Linked DNA regions of Ovis aries: region 2 is linked to region 1. A link is a contact called in public Hi-C data. All regions are on one chromosome and are shown on one strand. Each heading gives the region's core, a stretch centred on a gene start, on an enhancer-like site or on the middle of the called end of the contact. The rest is flanking DNA. Distances are from core to core; before and after follow the strand shown.

What was found. A called contact is a pair of places that touch in the nucleus more often than the background predicts.
Region 2: a contact with region 1 is called in a Hi-C map of liver, with 4 times the contacts expected there. The contact joins the promoter of YWHAH here to the promoter of PISD in region 1. A contact is called at or near these places in 8 of 16 Hi-C or Micro-C datasets (blood, hypothalamus, liver and 4 more).

Annotation. Positions count from the first base shown.
Region 1 is chr17:70,242,914-70,250,042 of ARS-UI_Ramb_v3.0, reverse strand. PISD (phosphatidylserine decarboxylase) reads left to right here and starts at 3,045. Exons shown (of 10, transcript XM_060401333.1): 1 at 3,045-7,129.
Region 2 is chr17:70,397,064-70,404,135 of ARS-UI_Ramb_v3.0, reverse strand. It overlaps YWHAH (tyrosine 3-monooxygenase/tryptophan 5-monooxygenase activation protein eta), which reads right to left and starts at 2,829. Exons shown (of 2, transcript XM_042234097.2): 1 at 1-2,829. The coding sequence starts at 4.

The DNA of each region.
Region 1 (7,129 bases), core at 1,796-4,295:
ATTGCTTGCATGCTCAGTCACTTTAGTGATGTCTGACTCTGCCACCCCATGGACTGTAACCCACCAGGCTCCTCTTTCCATGGAACTTTTCAGGCAAGGATACTAGAGTGGGTTCCATTTCCTCTTCCAGGGATCTTCCCAACCCAGGATCAAACCAGGGTCTCTTGAATTGGCAGGAGGATTCTTTACCACTAAGGCCACCTTGGAAGCCCCCATTCAAGAAATGGCAACCCACTCTAGTATTCTTGCCTGGAACATCCCACAGATAGAGGAGTCTGGTGGGCTGCAGTCCATGGGGTCACAAATCAGTTGGACACAACTGAGCAACTAAAGAGCAGCAAGCACTTCATATAAGTGGAATTACACAATACGTGTCCTTTTGTGACTGGCTAATTTTACTTACCATAGTGTTTTCAAAGTTTATTCCTGTTGTAGCATATATCAGTACTCATATATTTTTAAAGAAATATTTACTTATTTGGCTATATTGGGTCTTAGTTGCTGCTCACAGATCTTTTTTCCAGCATAGGAGGTCTTTCAGGTGGTGTCCGGGGTTCTCTCTCTAGTTGTGGCTTGGGGGTTCAGGGGTTCAAGACTATGGATTTATTTAATAGTTGCCCAATAGCCTGTGGGATCCTTGTTCCCCAACCAGGGATTGAACCCATGACCTCTGGGTTGGAAGGAGGATTTTTAACCACTGGACCACTAGGGAAGTCCCTTCGTGCATGTTTTTATGGCTGAATAATATTCTATTATATAGAGATGTCTCAGTTCTATTTGTTCATCTACTGAACCACTTGTTGGCTATTGTGAATAATGTTACTATGAACACTGGTGTACAAATCTCTGAGTCCCTGCTTCCATTCTTTTAGGTTATACCCGGGTGCTTGATTGGGGCTTCCCAGGTGCACTCGTGATAAAGAACTCTGTCAGAAAGATCCCTTGGAGGAGGAAATGGCAACCCACTCCAGTATTCTTGCCTGGAGAACCCCATGAGCAGAGGAGCCTGGTGGGCTACAGTCCGTAGCAGAGTTAGAGTGAGCATGTACACAGGTGCTGGGTCATATGATAATTCTGTGGTTAACTTGTTGAGAAACCACCAAACCATTTTGCATAGCAGCTGTACCATTTTACATTGTTACCAGCAATGCATAAGTGTTCTCATTTTTCAAAATCCTTGCCAACACTTGTTATTCTCCTTTCTCTTTGATTATAGCCATTCTAATGGGTGAGAAGTTGATATCTCACTGTGCTTGTGATGTGCATTTCCCTAATGATTAGTAACATTGAGCATCTTTTATTGGCCTTTGGTATATTATCATTAGAGAAATGTCTGTTTAAGTCCTTTGCCTATGTTTGAATTGGATTATTTGGTGTTTTTTGTTGTTGTTGTTGAGTTTTAGTAATTCTGTATATATTCTGGAGACCATACCCTTATCAGATATGTTTGTTTGCAAATATTTTCTCCCATTCTCAGGGTTGTCTTTTCAATTTATTGACAGTGTCCTTTGATGCACAAAACTTAAATTTTGATGAAATCCAACTTATGTTATTTTGTTGTTGCTTATGCTTTTGGTGTAATATCCTAGAAATCACTGTTGAATTCAATGTCATGAAAATTTCCCTTGTTTTAAGAGTTTTATACAGTTGTAGTTCTTAGCTTTAGGTCTTTGATCCATTCTGAGTTAATTTTTGTATATGGTGTAAGTGTTAGTTGCTCAGTAGTTTCTGACCCTTTGCAACCCCATGGATTGTAGCCCGTCAGGCTCCTCTTTCCATGGAATTCTCCAGGCAAGAATACTGGAGTGGGTAGCCATTCCCTTTCTCCAGGGTATCTTCCTGACCCAGGGATTGAACCCAGGTCTCCAGCACTGCAGGCAGATTCTTTACCATCTGAGCCACCATGTGAATATTCAGTTTCCACAAATGCACTTCATTTTGAAATAATCCCCCTCTCCCACTTCTTTTTTCACCCTGGTTTTGAGTTACTACTCTCAATGAATAGTAAAATCCATTCTATACTCCCCACCCCCTTCAGACTTTTGAAAACCATAAAGGGAAATGTCTCCTCTTCAACAGGAAATCCCATGCCTGTTAGGCTCCCTGTAGGGCCTGGTTATGTCCTAGTTGAGCATAACCAACCATATAGAAATGTCAATAATTGCAAGCACCAGGCAAATATCAAATGCCTGGTGAAGACAAGTACAATTAGCAGCTTAGGGAGGAAAAAGCAGAGCTATATTCCTTTAGTTTGGGGACCCATATTCAGCCAGATTCTAGGCAAAGGGCTTAAAAGGAAGAATGTTTAGTTCATGGGTTTTGGAACTAGAGATGTATGTTCAAATTGTTGCTTTTCTCTTTTATAGCAGTATGCCCTTTAGCATTCTAATGGTTAGCTTTCCTGAGCTCTGATTTCTCTATCTTTAAGAATAATTCTCAGAGCTAGCTGCCGAAGGCAGATACTATTAAGTCTATTTTCACTTAAACCTGAAGGTCAGGAAACTGCAGGAGCACTCACTGTCACATCAGTTACTTCGTGCGACGACTAATTGCATTTCTAGGTGATCCAAGACCTCTGGTCTCTGGACTCCCTGATAGTACAGCGATGGGAGGTGAAGAATGAGACACCGTGGACGCTAAGTCACTAGCACAGAGCTTGGCACTTAAGAAGCGCTTACTCAACGGCAGCTGAGCTGTGGACGCTTTCAGATTCCCCACCCGTAAATGAGCGATTTAGCTCAACTGATCCATTCTCAGATCTTGGGTGAGTCAGATTTTCCGGACACATGCGGAAACGCACGTCGGAGGGAGGAAGGAGAACTGGCAACCCGGCGCCCAGGTCCAGGTTTAGCACAGTGGGCGCGGCCACCTTGCTCACCTATCCGACCCGGCTCTGCAGGTGCCTAAAGGGGCGGTCAAAGGAGCTTAGACACATAGCCCCGCCCCCCCACACTCTGCCTTCTTCATTGGGCCCGAGAGGTCGCGACTCGGAACGTCACATGCGTGCGACCCGCGTGTAAAAGGGGGCGTGTCCCGCCGAGAAGGAGGAGACAAGATGGCGGCGTCCGTGGGGCAGGGATGTCTGAGGTGGCTGCCCGGGGTCGCGTGGCGGAGCAGGTACAACTGTTTGGGGATCCTGCCTCGGGGCGAGGGACGGCCCGAGCCAAGCCGGGGTCTAGAGAGAGGAGTCGTTTCTCTGTCGCGGGCTCGCCCTCAGGAGTGCTCGAGTGGAGACGGAGCCACTCACCTTCACCTCGAGCTCGGGCGCAGGTGCGGCTGCCTCCGCCTAGGACGGTCCGAGTCTGGCCTAAACCTCTCTCTTTGTCCTTTCCACTCCACAAGGGACAAAAAAACAAAAATAGAAACAAAAAGCACCCTCTACACCAGGTGAAAAGGGCTGCGTGTCCGCCACTAGAGCCGAGGCAGGGCTGGACGCTCCTTTCTCTGGGAGTCGTATTGCTGGGACGGGCGCCGAGATGTGGGAAGAGCACTGGAGTGGGAGTTGGGCGGCTTTCACTTTGGATTCTTGGACTCTGAAGTGAGAGGGTAGGATTCCGTAATCTCAAAATAGTCCATGATGGAAATAGGGTCTCGGTTACCCTGGTGACCGTCAACTCTTAGATTGTTAGAGGGGTCATAAATCCAGCCCTTTCTTTTTGGCGAAGTCGAGGCCCTGATAGACGGAAGGACTTGCTCAGTTCCACCCAGCCGGGTAGCAGCAGAGCTGAGACTCCTTCCCAGGTACCTCTGTGTCTCACGCAGGGACCTTTCCTTCAGGCTGCCCACCGTGAGGACATTCATTATTCGAAATAGCTTATGTAAGAACTAGCATGGGAGCGTTTGGACTCTCGGAAAATGGATTAAAATGTTGGTTGCTGTAACTCAGAATCTGTTGCTCGGTGTCATTTCGAAGAGCTAAGATTGTGAGACCCACAACTTTCGTGTTTCGGACTGGCTTCATTTTGTCAGCGTGAATCAGAGCTTGCGCTATAATTTTGGGAAGTAGAGACACTGGTTTCGGGGTGAGAGAGAACAGAAAATGCCATTGCCCTGGACAGGAAAGCTTCACTCTCCTATTATTAACTACTCAGAAATGGTGTAACTTCTCAGGAGAGGGCTCCACAGTGTGGTGGTAACTGTTAGGATTTGAACAAGAGGGTCTCTGTTGTTTTATTGTTACCAGGTGTGCTGTTTATGAGTCAGTAGTAAAATGTGTCATAAGTTGGAAAGACTAAAGAAATGACTGTCATGTGTTGTTTTTTTTTTTAACGATGGTGAGGAAGATGACTTCACCCACTATCATTTAAAAAGGGAAAAAAGTCGAAACTTTAGTACCAGTATAGGTAGAGACAGCTGGATTTAGGTCCACTGGGTAGGAGGAGTGAGGATTTGGGTACAGTAATTCAGTTTTCAAAGCTGTTACATATCCAGATGGAAACTATATTGAGATGCAAAAAAACCCCAAAAGATAACATTTCCATGATTTTTGAGTAAAGCAGTGTCTGTTTGTGAGACATATATTTGAAAGCCTCATACTGCAGAGTTTTCCAGTAACTGAGTGATATATGACAGGTGAGAGAATAGAGAAAGTAATTATAAATGATAATTTAGGGCCATGTTTCCTAAATTTGATAAAAGAATGGAGTGGGTGTTTATTAGTAAAAGAGATTTCCAGGTACATCCCCACAATGCTGCCAAATGCAGGCTCAGTAGGTGTAGGCTGGGGCCCTAGCAACTGTGTTTTTTATGGGTGCTCTGGACGGTTCTTTGGTTCAGGCTATATGAACATAGTACCTAGGTGGTGCATGATCGTGTCAGACCTTCCTTCAGGGGTATTTATGACATTCCTGCCACCGTCAACTACAGTGCCAGGGATCGGGGGGAACGGGGAGGGCAGGAGAAGAGAGAGGAATTAAAAGATAACAGGCCTTGTGTTGAAAGAACTTTACAGTTTAGAAGAAGCGAGAGGGAACACGGCTAAATAGTACGAGATAGAACATGGAATAGGCCTTAAGAAACCTGCCAGTTCATTTTCAGGAGAACTTGTCACAGCTCCAAAAAGCAGGAGGGATGTAAGGACTATAGTTAGTGTTACTACCAGAGGTGATGTTAAAGAGACTTTAAAACTGGGCTTCGCTGGTGCCTCCGTGGTAGAGAACCTGCCTGCCAATGCGGGAGACATGGGTTCGAGCCCTGTTCTGGGGAGATCCCACAGGCCGTGGTGCAGGCAAGCTCACCTGCAGTAACCGTCGAGCTGTGCTCTGGAGCCCGGGGAGCCGGAACTGCTGAGCCTTAGAGCCTGTGCTCCGCAACAAGAGAAGCCGCTGCAATTGGGAGCTCAGGCACCACAGCGAGAGAGTAGCTCGCACTCCCCACAGCTTGAGAAGCTTCACAGCAGCAAAGCCCCAGCACGGTCAAAAATAATAATAAAAAATAAATCATAAACATAGTTTAAAACTATGAATGTGGACACAGACCAGTTAGGGTGAACAGGGGTCACAGTTGATGTGGCCACCCCAGTGTGCCAGCTGAACATCACTTGTGTTACTTTTGATAAGAGTAATATGTAGCGAGATACCAGGGCCTGGGATTAAGGTTTTATGTGATTGTCTCATTTACTCCTAATGAGGTGGGTCCTGTTTTTAGAGGTGGAGAAACTGAGGCTTAGAATTAGTTAACAAGTGGCGGAATAGAGATCTGAGCCCCAGAGTCAGACTTAAGTGCTTAATCGTGGGCTTGCAGGGGGTGCACGTGGGTTCGCCATACAGAAGGTACATGTGATTGAACCTAGCTGTTCATTTTTCTGAAGCTTAATCTCGCTGTTGAGATTGAGGTCCAGGGGGAAGACAGACAAACCCCTGTACTCGTCGACAAGTACAGATAGAAATAACGTGAATATATATAAAATCAGTTCATTTCAGGTAGTGAGAAGAAAAATAAAGGAAGTTAATTAAGGAGTTAGCGCTCCAAAGAGAGAACTCTTGGGCTTGTGGTCAGGAGGAAGCATTTGAGCAGAGAATTGAGTGAGGAGGGACTGAACCAGCTGGAGGGGTGTGCCCAGTGGAGACAGCATTGCAGAGGCGTGGGTGTGCAAGGGGTGGGGGTGGACGTGTGAGGAGAGGGGAAGTAGCAGGAGGTCTGGGGTTCAGAGGGCCACTTATGTAGGGTCTGTTTTGAAAAGGTCAGTCCGGATGTTCTGTGATAAATGGGACATGGAGGCCAAGCAGGGAGACCAGGCTAGTGCAGCTCTTCAGCAGCAGACCCAGTGGCTCAGGCCAGAGAAGAGAAGTAGGCAGATAAGGGTGTATTTTGAAAGTGGGGGCTTCGTACCTTGTCAGTGGATTGAATGTGGACAGTGAGAAAGAAAGGACTTGCAAAGGAGTCCCCTGTGCACTGGGGGAGTTGTGGTGCCTTTTGTCTGGGGTGGTGTATTAATTATAGCAGCGTTGCTACGGTAACAGGTAAATTCTAACATCTTGATGACTTAACACAGTGGAAGTTTTTGTCTCTATCATGTAAGTCCAGGCCACTTCTCATCGGGAGGGCAGTGTGATTTGAGGGCCTGTCTCTTGCCATCGTAACACATGGCTGCCCAGGATCTGCATGTTTGCCTCCATCTAACAGGACGGGAGGGGACCTGGGGAGTCTGAATGGTTCTCACAGTGGTTAGAACTCACTTCTAGGAAATCTCATCTGTTGGGTAGAGGAAGTGGATTTAATAACCGGCTGGCTAATCTCTGCCACAGATGGACAGCTCTGGGGGATGGAGCTGTTGAAGGGGAGTGAGGGAGGGTTGGGAATCTGTTTTGGACAAACTCAGTTTGAGGTGATTCAAAGTGAGGATGTTGGGTAGCCAGGTTGAAATATGGTCTGGAGGTCTCTGAAGTAGCAGTGAGGAGAGTCCTCTGCATCTGGCTGTTTAAAAGCAGACTGGGTGAACATCTCTAGGGCGAAGCCTAGACAAAGCAGGTGTCTGAGCCTCAGGCATGGCAGCTGTTTGAAGTTAGGGAGACTGGACAGACAGAAAAATCAGGGTTCCAAAGGCTATGTGTGTTTCAAGAGGGGCAAGGTGTGAATGAAGGCGTTGAAAGAGACAAACTCCCAGTTAAAAAACACCTAAGTCCCAGGC
Region 2 (7,072 bases), core at 1,580-4,079, 150 kb before region 1:
TCATTACAGGCAGGCAATATTATTAGGTACCATTTAGATGATAAAGGAAACAGAAGACAAGTTAGAAAAATGAAAGCTAAAAACCCACTTGACAGTAACACCAACATAACTAGTTTTGCACTTCAGAGGACCAGGAGACAAGAAATTGTGAGCTTCAAGGTCACAGAGTGGCCGCATCAGAGCATTCCCTCACTCAGGTGCCTGACAGCAGTCTACTTACCTGCCCTGAAGAAAACCCCCATAAACCCAGAGAGTTAACAGAATCCCAAATCCTCCCAAAAGCTGTATTTCAGGCCTAGGATATTAGTGAAATAGGGACTAAGCCTTCTAAATAACAGTAAAAATTAAACGTTCAAAAGTCAACTTAGGTAAAATGTGAGAAAGTTTTCCACTGACCTTGCTGAGTCCTTTCTAATAAATATATCCATTAATTTAGATGAGAAAAAAAAAATTTCTTTAATAGAAGAAACAGGCATATTGACCAAAAAAGTTCTCATTTTAATAGTAGTTGCCTTGAGGGACTGGTCTCACAGTTCTGAGATGACATAATTAGAGCTTGGATTGCATTTTCAGGAGCCTATCCACCCACCAATCATTTCTGACACCGATGTTATGTTTCCAATACACCTTTGCAAAATCCTACCTTAATGTCTCATAGAAAATCTGTGGACACAAGTAGGAAGCTACAGGAAAGCATTTTTCAAGCCTGCTTACAAAGAGCAGAAAACCAATTATTTTTTCTGTGCAAACTCTATCCCTTTCCTGTTACATCTGTGCACTCTCTCCTTACTTCTCATTTCAAATTTCCGGTTTCCCACAGCTCCACAACTGCCTTCTAGTCATTTCCCCTTAATCTCAATCACTTTGTTTCCAGCTCCTTTTTTAGTCCTCAAAAGGCTTCTAACATTGCAGTCTTCAGGTCCCACTGGTAGGACAGGTGAGGGCCTCACTAAAACGTCCAGAGAGCAGCCTCAACCCCAGTGCCACTCAGCGACTAGGGAGAAGAGGCGCACTTTAGTGTGGCTTGCTGAGTGGACAGAAGTGGCTTTGTCCCATAGATTAAGCTCAGGACTCCTTGCGAGGAAATGCACTCATAGTCAATCTTATTTCTGTAAAATCTGCTAAATTATTAAATCTTTATTTTCTTATGAGACCCTCAGAGTTACAGACTTCAGGTTCCAAACTACATCGCGTCTGGTGTGGATGAAAAGCTCCTTCTTATCTAGCCCATTAACACCCTGCTTGGGCTCAAGTGGAGATAACCAAGGAGTCAACAATTGGGCGGTGGTGATGGTAGTTTCCAGACACCTGGTTCAAGGTATGATGTGGATGACATGGAAAAAGATAATGCTTCAAGTACCCTCCTTACCTGGATAATCCTAAATTTGGACCCCAACAACAGATTTCACAACGACAGATTTTGTATTAATAACAAAAGCCTTAAAAAGGAGCTTTCACATGACTCTGAAATTTTAGAGAGCCAGTGTATTTCAGGATTTTTCAGTACCAAATCCCCTCCCAAGCCAGGAAAAAAGGGCAAAGGAGCTAAATAACCCAGGACAGTCATTCTTGACTTTAACCCACTGGCACTTGCCTTGAGGGATGGGTCAAGGGCAGCTCTGAGTCCCACCCCCCGAGTATCTGAGTCTGCAGGTCTAGGGTGGGGCCCCAGCAGATCCACCCCATCTCAGGAGGTTGTGGGCTGGGTGAACAGGGCAGGTTGCCCACTGTGGCTCTAGCCCTGTGACCTTGATGCAGAGAGATGTTCATTTAGAGAAGACGTGAAATACTACGAGGAGACAGAACAGTGAGGGGGTCGCTGGAACTCTAGGTCTCAGACACGCAGGTGGTGTCTAATCCAAGGCACTGGCCAGGGTGTGGCCGGCCACGATTCCTTCCCCGGAAACGGAGCTGCAGGCGGGTCTCCGAGGATCTCGAGAGGGCAAAGGCACATGGGTTCGGCTGGCCCAGGAGTCGCAACCCGTTTGGGGTTCCAGGCAGACGGACGCAGCATCCGACATGGGAGGGGGCCCCACGCCCTCGCCTGACTGCAGGGTAGGGGTCTCGGCACACAAAGCGGACCCCGGGGGGTGGAGGATGGAACTAGAGCGGTTCAGGCGAGCAGAACGAAAGCGCATCGGGATTACAGCGACTTCGGGTCGTGGCAGCGGAAACCAGTGGAGACAGGGCGCCACTCACTAGGTGATTCTTTATTACAAGTTGGGGTGCGTGGAGGAAAGCGAGAGGGGGTGCCCTAGCCTGGCGGAACTGGCCGGAGGAGGAATGCGGCTCCCCCACGCACCCTCCCCCACTCGGGGCTCCAAGCTGGGATGCCGCGCCCCCCGTCCGCCCGCGGGGTCCCCGCTGCGCCCCCTCCCTGGAGACCCCACCCCGCCCGGCCGCAAGAAATGGCGGGACGCGCGGCGGGCGCGGGAAGCGAGGGCTGCGGGCCGGCGGCCGCGCCCAGGCGGGCGGCGGGCTCGCCCCGGGCCCGAAGGGGCTGCCGCCGGGCCGCCCACCCCTCCCCTACGCCGGGCCCGCGGCCGACCGCCCGGGCTCCCGGCGCGCTCACCGCCTTCATGGCGGAGGCCATGTCGTCGTAGCGCTCCGCCTGCTCGGCCAGCCGCGCCCGCTGCAGCAGCTGCTCGCGGTCCCCCATGTCGCTGAGCCCGGCCTCGCCTCGCTTCCCGCTCCGCTCGCTCGCCCGCGCGTCCTCTCCGGTCGCCGCGGAGGCCGCCGCCGCGCACGCGCACTGGCTTGCCGGCCGGCCGAGGCTGCAGGCAGCAGGCAGCGCCTCTCGCCCGCTCGCTGGCTCGCCCGGCGCTCTGTGGCTCGCGCCGCGGACGCCGCCGAGGGAGGACAGGCGGCCGCGCCGGGGGGGATGGGAGGACGGGAGGACGCCTGCGCAGTGGGAGCGGCCGGGCCGGGCGGCGCGGAGCGGCGCGAGTGGGGGGGGAGGGCGGCCCGGCCCTAACGGTCTATTTCAAGGTGACGTCACCTTCTATAAATAGCTGCGGCCACCGCCCCGCCCCAGAGTCGCGCAGGCGCCGTGCGAGTGCTGCATTTTACCGCCGCAGAGGTGGAGGTGCGAGAGGGGAGACCCGGGGTGGGGACTGCGGGCCGGGCGGCGGGCCGCGCGCGGTCACAGAGGCCCCGCAGGCCGCGCGCTGTCGCGGCCCCAGCCAGAAAGGCGGCTCGGAGTTCAGGATAGACGTCTGGCTTGAGGAGGGACCCGAAAGCAAAGACACTTAGTGCTTGAGAGAGCCAGGAGACCGCGTGCCCGAGGGGCGGGCGGACAGACGCGCGCCCGCCCAGCCTGGCGGTTGGGCTTCTGTGGGCCACACCCTGCGCGCTGGCCCGGCGGGGTGGGGTCCACTCTTCGGGGACGGCCCCACGCACATTCACTCACGGGGTCCCCGCCCTGGGAGGTGGCCTTGTCCCTTTCACCACAGGAGGAGGGACTGAGAGGCCCCGCTGGAACAGGTAACACCACACACCTGCTAGGAGCTGGCCTGGTGCTATAGGCCCTTGCAGGCACGATGCTGTTTAATGCTCACAACCCCACCCCCGTGGGCGCTGCTGGCCTCCCCATCTTTCAAAGCCAGAATAGTGACGTGCTCAAGGTTACACCGCCTGTAGGTTGTGGCACGATTCCCCCTGTGGGAAAGAGGAGAGTGGACCAGCTGTTCACTGAGCCCAGTCCTGGCGTTCCACGGCGAGGACCCCTGGTGCCAGGCTCTGGGCAAGGAAGGAAAATCCCAGTGACTGAAGCCTGGCCAGACTTAGGAAAGCATGCCAAGGGAGGTGCAGGAAAAGGGAGGGGCCTTTTGCTCGCTGAGGATCTTATCGAGTGCCTACTACATGCTCAGCGCTGGGGAAAGGAGTAGCTGCAGAGTAGGATACAGTGCCTGCCTCTGAGAATCAGAGACCTAAGTACTCGAGAGCAGGGGGGCCAGACGTTGAAGGAGGTGAGTCAGGGAAAAGGTCTTAGGGAGTGGGGTCCCAGCAAGGGTGAGGGCTTGGCAGTGAGGAGAGAGGCCTGGCAGTGGGACCTGAGGCGGAATAGAACAAGATCATGGAGTGTTTTCAATGCCAGACTGAAGATCTGAGGCTTTACCCTTGGGTGATTGAGAAGTACCAGAGGCACAGAAGAGATATTTTGGGTCCAGATTCTTGCTCCGCAGAGTCAGATGCATTAGAATGGAGAGGAAGGGGACTTCCCTGGTGGTCCAGTGGTTGGGACACCACGCTCCCGTTGCTGGGGCCAGGGTTCCATCCCTGGTCAGAGAACTAGATCCCACATGCCACAGCTAAGACCTAGCACAGCCAATAAATATTTTTTACAAGGTGGGAGGGCCTCCCTGGTGGCTCATTGGTAAGGAATCCATCTGCCAATGCAGGAAGCATGGGTTCGATCCCTGATCCTGAAAGATCCCACATGCCATAGAGCCAACTAAGCCTGCGTGCCACAGCTGTTGAGCTTGTGGCCTGGAGCCTGGGAATTGCAACTGCTGAGCCCATGTGCCCTGGAGCCTGTGCTCCGAAACAAGAGAAGCCCACACACGGCAGCCGGGGAGCAGCCCAGCTCAGCACCAGCAGAGAGAAGCCAGAGCAGCAACGAGGACCCAGTGCAGTCAGAACAGAAATAAATGTTGAAAGTTATTTAAAAAGAAGGGGGAGAGAGGGACTGAGAGTGGGCCTTCTCTTTACCACCTGTAGAACTAGACTTGAACTGTGTAAAGTCCTATAGAATAGGAGAAATCCTGGAATGTCAGAGCCGGCAGGCCCCTTGGATTCACCACTGTCTGACCCCGTATCCTGCAGCAGGGGAGAGCGAAGTCTCAGGGAGGAGCGGTTGGCCCCAGTTTGCACAGCCAGCGGAGCCAGGGCCTCCGCACTAGGTCTTCTGCCTCCCAGGCTGCCTTCTTCCTGCTGTGATGCTGCGGTGAGGACCCATGACACAGCAGCTAGTGTATGTCTGGAAGGAAGCGCCCACCCCAGGCTTCTCCATGCCTTGAAGAGAATTCTCCCTGGAATTCTCCAAGCAAGAGTAGTGGGGTGGTTTGCTATTCCCTTCTTCAGGGGATCTTCCCAACCCAGGGATCGAACCTGGTTCTCCTGCATTGCAGGCAGACTCTTAACTGTCTGAGCCACCAGGGAAGCCCAGAGAGTGAGAGATACTAGTTTATCGTACATCGTGGGCCCCAGGAGGACAGGTTCCTGTGAGAGGCAGGAGGAGGGCAAGCTCTGAGGGGTGCTTCCGTAGCTCCTCCCAGTCCTTAGCCGGATCTGAGCCCTTCCGGCTTCCGATCATGTTGGACTGAGAGTGATTTCAAAACAGTGAAAATCAGGTAGACTGGGGCATTCCAAGTAACTGATGTTGACGTTCATACATGTCAAGTTGGGGGCGCTGGTACTCCCATAAGGCGCTTTTCTTCTCCCAAAACATCACTGTTTCCACCTCCCACCACCCCTCAATCCTGGCTCCACACCCACTCCTCCACCTAGTTGGCCAGGGCTGTGGCCACCAGTCCAAGGTCCCTGCACAGTCCTCCCCTTCCCGGCCCTCTTTCCTGCACTTGGCACGGCTGCCCACCCCTCCTTAGCAGGCTCTCCTCTTAGCGCTCGTGGCCCTGCCTCTCCTGGCTCCTCTGTACTGCCCCAGCTGCCCCTCCTCTGTCTCCCGTGTGGGCTCGTCTTCTCAGCCTACACAGAAATGCTAGGGCTTCTCAGAGCTCTGCCCAGGCCCTCTGCCCTATCCCGGGTGACTTCATCCCCACCCGCTCTTGAAAGGAAGGGAACTTCTTTCTACCCGATTGCCAGCACTGGGCCAGGGGCTTTGCAGAGATGGGCATATCTTTTCCCTCAAGATAGTCCCTGTAAGGTCAGTAGGACCTCCATCCCCATCTAACAGATGAGGAAATTGGCTTGAAGATATTCCATGACTTGAATAAAATCACACAGCTGGTAGTCAACAGACCCAGGATTCAAGCTCAAATCTATCCACCTCCTGGGCCCGATGGCCCCACAATGTCTTGAGAAGGGGTCAAGGTGTGACTCCCCTTTTAGTGGTCATTCAGATTGTGAAAAGCACACATAAGCCTCCCTCTTGTAGCCTACACACTTAGCAGCATCCATCTCCTTCACCCTCAGGAGAGAGCTGCCTGCTCCCTAAAGTCTTGTAAACAGAGACCAAGATGACCACCTTAGACAGGTCACCTACTCCCAGAGCTCAAAGTCCCATCAAGCAACATTGCTTTTGAGCAATTTCCGAGAGGGCCGCTGAACCTGGGGATGGGGGCTGATGATCACGGTCAGACACGCTGTGTGGCCCCTCAAGCTCAGAGCAGGTGCCCAGAGCAGGGGCCAAGTTCGCTGCATCCTTACCTAGCAGGATCTCAGCCGGGGAACACAGCAACATTCTCCCCACCACTACATGTGTGTGACGGAAACCTGGAGACCTGGGCTTGGGTCTGCTCTGCCGGTTACCAGATGAGCACCCTTGGAAAAGCCACCTGTCAGGAGAACTGACCACCCTGTTTCTTAGGATTGGGGATCAGCAAGAGCAAGTTCCCACCCCGCCTGCACCAGCCATCACAGCTGCAGAAAATCCATGCCGTGCCCCACCCTGAGCCAGTGGTAACGACTGTTTCTCACGCGGGACTGGATTTCGAAAGCATCACCAGAACCCTCCGCCGGAGCCTGGTGAATAGGTGACCCAGAAAAGGCACGCCCTCCTTTTATCCGCCCCCCCCCCCCCCGCCCCGCTCTGGGACATTCAGCTCCCTGTGAAGTCTAGACACCAAGGGACGTGTTACAAAGAAGCCCTAGTATTGTTCTGGAGAGACAGCGTTCACACCGTCGGCATGGTTACCAGCTTGAGCAGGAGGGGCCGCCCGCCCACAGATTCGTGTCACCTAGATAGAATTTTCAATTTTATTTTTCTCCCGAATGCAAGCCTCCTGCCGCTTGAGTGACCTGGCTGATTCCAAGCCAGGGTTGATACCACCACCAGAAGCAGCAGCAGCAGCTCTCGCTGTTAATTGCTGGCTCTCTGCCTGCCTTGGGGATA